Regions from separate parts of the Danio rerio genome. Here region 1 is linked to region 2. Evidence: chromatin contacts called from public Hi-C data. All regions are on one chromosome and are shown on one strand. Each heading gives the region's core, a stretch centred on a gene start, on an enhancer-like site or on the middle of the called end of the contact. The rest is flanking DNA. Distances are from core to core; before and after follow the strand shown. Region 1 holds the start of ulk2 (unc-51 like autophagy activating kinase 2). Region 2 holds the start of tpst1 (tyrosylprotein sulfotransferase 1).

What was found. Hi-C and Micro-C count contacts between places; a contact is called where the count stands out from the background.
Region 1: a contact with region 2 is called in a Hi-C map of hematopoietic stem cells, with 2.1 times the contacts expected there. The contact joins the promoter of ulk2 here to the promoter of tpst1 in region 2. A contact is called at or near these places in 1 of 18 Hi-C or Micro-C datasets (hematopoietic stem cells) and 1 of 4 datasets of contacts at active chromatin or transcription factors (embryo).

What each region holds. Positions count from the first base shown.
Region 1 is chr15:23,309,204-23,312,309 of GRCz12tu, reverse strand. It overlaps ulk2 (unc-51 like autophagy activating kinase 2), which reads right to left and starts at 1,390. Exons shown (of 27, transcript XM_002664615.7): 1 at 355-1,390. The coding sequence starts at 444.
Region 2 is chr15:23,238,423-23,241,638 of GRCz12tu, reverse strand. tpst1 (tyrosylprotein sulfotransferase 1) reads left to right here and starts at 1,628. Exons shown (of 5, transcript NM_131403.1): 1 at 1,628-1,748.

The sequences.
Region 1 (3,106 bases), core at 141-2,640, 71 kb before region 2:
ATGCAAAAATAAGAGCAAAATGTGCGTCCCTCCGCCCAAAGTAGACCGGTCAGTCGTATTGACGTCAGACAGCTTATTCACGCAGGCTGTTTTATGAATGAATGACTCCAGCAGTATGTGACCTATTCAAGCACACGTTACATAAAAAACAACCCACGGTTTATAATCACTGCGATGAGCACGACATCTCACACAAGACGACGTGCAAAAAACGCAATGCATAAATTAAACAAATCTATATTCATCCCTATTAAATTAAATTACATCAATGTAATTAATATGACATTTATACCCATGGGGATTCAACGAGCATGGCCCAGACTTGCTGTGAATATAAGACGAGTGCTTATTTACCTTTTTATGTCTTCCCTTGAAGACGACCGCAAAGGCTCCGTGTCCGATGAGGTCTTTTCGGCTGTATTCAAAATCTCCCACCGTCTCCATATTTTTGGCAGGTGTCCGGTGATGATACACAACAGCTTGAGATGGAGAGGCTGCTATAGGGACAAGTTCCTCAAACTCTCTGTAATCCTGGCGACAGTCTGTTCAAGAACACTGTCATCCCCAAATTATCAATGCTAGAGACTATATAGTATACTTGAGAGTTTATTTATAACCGTCTGGCTGACAATCAAGAATCAAAACAAAGCTAAGTGTGAAGTTTAAGTGACTAACGTTAGATGCTAGATGCGCATAACTATTTTCGTTGTCGCTCTCTGACTCCAGTTAACAAGGCATTTCGCAAAATAGCTTGATGAAATAGCTATTAATCCAACTAAGATGTATAGTTTCCGAGCTACATGTTGTCAGTTCAGTTTAAAAGGAAAGAAAGAGGTTGCAAACGCCCTCACTCTCGTGCTGTAACAGTGCCTCGTTAAGTCAATAACTGCGCGGCGGGTCACTGAGTTGCCCATCGCGAGCTGGCTACAATGACAGCCAGCAAGCGACAATACAGCAATGTTTATAATGACAACACAGCAGGTAACGTTAAATCTCAATAAATAATGTCTAGAAGTGCTCCCACATCTATTTTACACAGTCAAAACGCGTCGCTAAAATTCTAGCAGGTTAGTTTACAAAACAAGCGATCCAGAGCACCGTTCCCCGATGCGTTTAATGTAATAGTCATCTGTCCATCTGCAAAAATAAGATTATCTCCTTCAGATCCATATGAGTGCTGGGTAACAATACACCATTTCTTCAGTTCACCCGTCTGTCCTGCTTTCGATATCGAGGGACAATGCAGAAAAACATCAGTGCTTCGCTTTTAACAAAAGCGTAAAAAAGACGTTAAAAGCACGATCCGTTATGTGAACGGAGTTTATCGTTTTATCTTCTGTTCGTTCGGAGAGGAATTTGATCTTGATCGCACAGTTGCAGCATTACAATGACAGAAGAGCTCTCCTCTCGCAGGAGAACGAGACCATCATATCGTGTTCCTCCGCGCACACGAGTGCGACGCCCTCCGCCGTGAAAAATAGGTCTCAGGCTTGCAAAACAAAGCCTGGCTAAGGGCTGCACGAAATCCGAGTATATACACGTGAGAAGAACATCTCTAGGACGTAGTGCAAACGTGAAATGTGTACGTTAAAAAGTCAGTATATAGTTTTAAAGAGAGATCAAGACTGTAGTTGAATATTTTAAAGAAATGAACGAATAAGATAAAACAATACATGGACTTTAAACGTTCATAATGCTGAACAAATACACAAAGTGATGATAATCACACTATGATAGACTATAATGCTAATTTATCTTTAACAGTACAAAAACATATCTGACAGGTCATAGTGCTCCCCCTGTCGGCGACTCTTGTTACGAACATTAAAAAAAACAATGTTGTTTACAATTTGACAACGAAGAGCATCCTCTGCTGGCAAAACACTCACTACAACAAAAAGAGTTTTTTTTTTTTTGCATAAAACATTCTAAACATTTCTACATGCTTAAAACCTGAAAAATATATGAAGTTTGAGTTCAGATGCAAAAACCTCAGATGCAAAAACCTCTAAGTGCCATTTGAAATTTTCCTCTAAAATGAGCATTTTTCCGAGACTCCTATATTTATGTTGACTAATTTCACATTATGGGCAATGAAAATAACATATTAATTGACATAAAAGGGAAATTACTCAACTAAATAGTAGTCTGAGAAGAAGAAGAATTTTAGGTGAAATTTTCAGGAGGCACTTAAAGATTTTTTGCATCTAACTCTTCGTATGTAAATGTGGTATACAATTAATTTAGTTTTTCTTTGAATTAAGTTCTTACTCCATTGACATTTTTCCTTTGTTTAGCATGATAATAACTATTTGTATTCAAGTGTCAGATTACAACACTCTAAAAAATGCAGTTTTTCAACCCCAAATTTGGTTAAAATATTGACAAACGCAGTTGCTGAGTCTACGATTAGTTTTTTGGATTAAATATTTGGGCTTGAAAAAAAAGGCATTTCTGTGTGGAGTTTGAATGTTCTCCCCTTGTTCATGTGGCTTTCCTCCGGGTGCTCCAGTTTCCCCATTTATAGTCCAAAGACTTGAATACATGCACTATAGGTGACTTGAAAAAACTAAACTGCAGTGTAATAGGTGTGAATGAGATGGGTGTTTCCCAGTACTGGGTTGCAGCTGGAAGGCTATCCGCTGCGTAAAAACATATGCTGGATAGGTTGGCGGTTCATTCCGCTGTGGTGACCCATGATTAATAAAGGGAATAAGCCGAAAGAATATGAAAATTAATATTTTACTTAAAAATTTAAAACAATATTTTGTGCACTTTTTATAAAAATTTGTTAAAAGGTTGTAAATGGATTTTAAGCATGAATTAATTAATATAATGAATGAATGAAGCATGAATGAATATAACTTACTATAACAAAATCATCAAATTAAAAAACATTACATATAGAAAAAATGTACACTCATTTTGATTCAATTGATAATAGACATATCAGTGGTGGTAAAAAGCTGATGCATTTACATGTAATTTATGCATATGTGTGTGAACGTAACATTCTGTAGTGCATTTAGTTTTTGTTTAAAGACATTTCGGTCATCATGCAGTAAACATTCTGTCATCTTCTCATCAGTAAACAGTCTCTGGGTCA
Region 2 (3,216 bases), core at 379-2,878:
CAAATAAATTATTAAAAACATTATTGCAGACAGACAAGGTGAATAGACAAAAAAGGCACTGTTGTTTTAATTCTGTCCGATATTAAGTCAAAACGTTCTTGTATTTTGTCTGAAATGTGTTTCTGGCTTCTGAATCACACTCTGATTGCTTCTGGTAAATCATTGTCTGACCATGGAGCTTATGGAAAACTGACTTAACTTGACATCCTATTTCCTTCATGTAATTAATTTCTATCAGCTGTTTAACCACAACTGGTGATGATAGTTTTATAAAAAAACCCTCTTTTTTTTTGTTGTTGTTTTTTGATACCGATAAAGGTTAGAAACACCACTGGAATAATATTTGTTAACCCACAGATTTGCCAGATTTTTACTAAATTAAAATGCACAGTTTGGAAGTAACCCTCCAAATACAGTGACTTTAATCTACAATGAGAAATATCAGGGTAGAGCAATTTTCCTCTGTAGATTTCACAGTGAGATCACTTTTGCTTCACAATTGAAAATTGGCATTTTTCCTGTCAAAATATTACAGATTTGTTTTTTTTTTCTAATGTAACTGAACCTTTAACTGCAACATCTGCAGAGACAACAAGCTGGATTCAAGTCATGTTGTAATTATCATACTTTTGAGTTTTTTAATTCTTGGCAAGAAAATCAAACCTAAAATGTATAATCCATCTTTTCGGGTCACCAAAGTGGTGAAAAATATCTATAACTCCAGCCAGAAATTTCACATCGCTATTGGACATCAAAATAACATTGTCCTTAGATGCTTGTGACCTAAATCTAGCCTAATATTAACACATTATGAAGTTTTGTGTCTTCTGGAAAGGGTTCAGATTAAGATCTTTTTAACTGAAGACAAAAAAGACACCTACCTTAGATGCCCTTTAACTGTTTAGTAAATAGAATAAATGCATTGAGTCAGAATTTTTGCAATGAGTGCAAACATCACATCTGACTATTTGTGAATGTTTTCTAAATATTTATGTGCCTAAAATAGATATATGTTTTATGTAATAAAAATATGATCTTGTTTCTGTAATTACAAATAATTTCAGTTGTTTATCATTTAACTCTATTCGTGACATCTATTCAAGTGAAAAAACTGAAATAAGCCAAAGTCTTATTTTCTCAGGCACCATGTGCTGTCCCTTTAAGACCCTTGTATCAGCACGGGGCTCTCTTGCAAAACACAACAAAAGAGGGCGGGGTTAAAGCCAACAACCAATAGCAGTCGTCAAAATGTTTCCGTCATATAGCGTATAAGCCAATGAGGCTGCTGCTATTAAAATTTTTCCACAGACCGTGAACCAGTAAAGGAGTTGCCTGTGTGGGATAAAAGCTCCTCGCGCAAACCCGCTGTGTTTTACACGGTCGGAGGGAATTTCTCCTCAGTGATTTAGATTTAAGATTGCGCGTTTTAAGTAGTTGTCTCATTCAAATGTGGGAATCTTTATAAAATCCACCAAATTCAGGCCGTGCTTGTTTGACACCGTGATTTAATGGAAACATCTATATGAAGTCGTGGTCATACAGCGAGCATCTGGCAACCCAGTGAAGGTGACGCGCTCTCTGGGAGATACAGTTGTGTTGAGCGCAGCGTCGAGACGTCCAGAGTGTCGCATTTTAAAGCGGTGAATGGACCAGCTCAAGCGAATCGCACGTCTGTGCGGTGGTCCTCGTCTACAAAGAGTTTTTGTGTAACCCACTAATCGTCTGTCGTGACGGATCTACCAGACCAGGTACGTTTATTTACATACAACCACAAAGTGTTGCAGCGTTACAATGTATTTGCATTAACGTCCGTAACAACCGCATCTCTGCCTACTTTCCTTTGGGGAGAACAGGACACCCCCATTTCTTATTTTAATCGATCGTAACTTCATTAGTCTTTTTTTAAAAAGCTGCTCTTCTTGCGTCTCATATGATATGTCACGGGAGAAAATAATACGGACTTGGCACGTGCCAGCTTTTGAATTGAACTGTATAGGACATCAGCCGAGCTGTCACTGGCACTCATCTGCTTTATCTAGCCTATATCAAACCCTGATGTGTCCATGCCCAATGAAACAAAAACAATACACATATGTATAGTTACAGGCAAACTGAAGCTTTGCAGTTGTTTTCTATATACACTTTTATAGCTATTCGTTGTGGTTATATAAACAAGGAGACCATTGTATTAAATATATGTGTCATAGTTAATGTATAAGTATATACAGCAGTATAATGATTAGCAATCTTTTCTTTTTTTTCTTTTGTGAATAGTGCTGCCTGTAGCCTTATGGTCTTGCTGTCACTCCAGCCAAATTCATAATTTATGGCCACGCAGCCCCTCCAGATTCAAAAGATTATTTTGGACAATAGAAAAACCTTTCATTTAAATTAGGTTGCCCTTTAGCCAAGCATGAGTGCAATGACAATTGTTCCTTGTCTTGTCTGAGAGGGGACTGATATTCTTACTGTTACTGTTAAAAGTGACATATGGCACGGAAAGCTTAATAGCTGTGTGTGTGTGTGTGTACACAATGCACATCTTAGACTTGCAAAAAACAGTATTTTCTTCTGATTGCTTGATAGAACAATGTGTTGATGTGTTTAATTTCTTTGTATTCTGTTAAAATAGTAAATAAAATATTATTTTGTCGTTTGCTAATTAGAAATTCAAGATTGTATTTGGATCATACTAACTCTTTCCTGTCCGCTTGAACTGATATAAGTTTGATGGACAGTCCTTTTTGATAACGCTTCTGCTGAAACCCTAACTTCTCTTGTGGTTTCGTCTCACAAGCGCAACACTTGCATATTGATTCGTCCTTGCTTTTTGCGCAACCCTGATTGTGTACAGAGACCTGAAATATGGACTTTCAGCATGTGTGGAAACAGAGAGACCTTCCGGTGTTGTTTGTCTCTTTATTTAGTGGCTAAACCTCACGTTCGCTGCCTGTGATCACTGATGTGTCATGTTGTTCAATCTTTTTTAAATTTGTGGTTGTGGTTGTTTGCATGATCACTCCAGATTCTCCCATCAGGTAGTTGTGAACCAGCCATTAGAAGGCGTGGAGACTGAGATGTTTTAACTCAGAGATCATAAGACAATTCTGATGCACAATCATTTTTACTGGATACAAACTATAGAGAAATGACTCGGGAGGTTTTGTACTTGTTAGCTGATTGAATTGCCACTTCAGATCAGTTTTAGCACTGCAA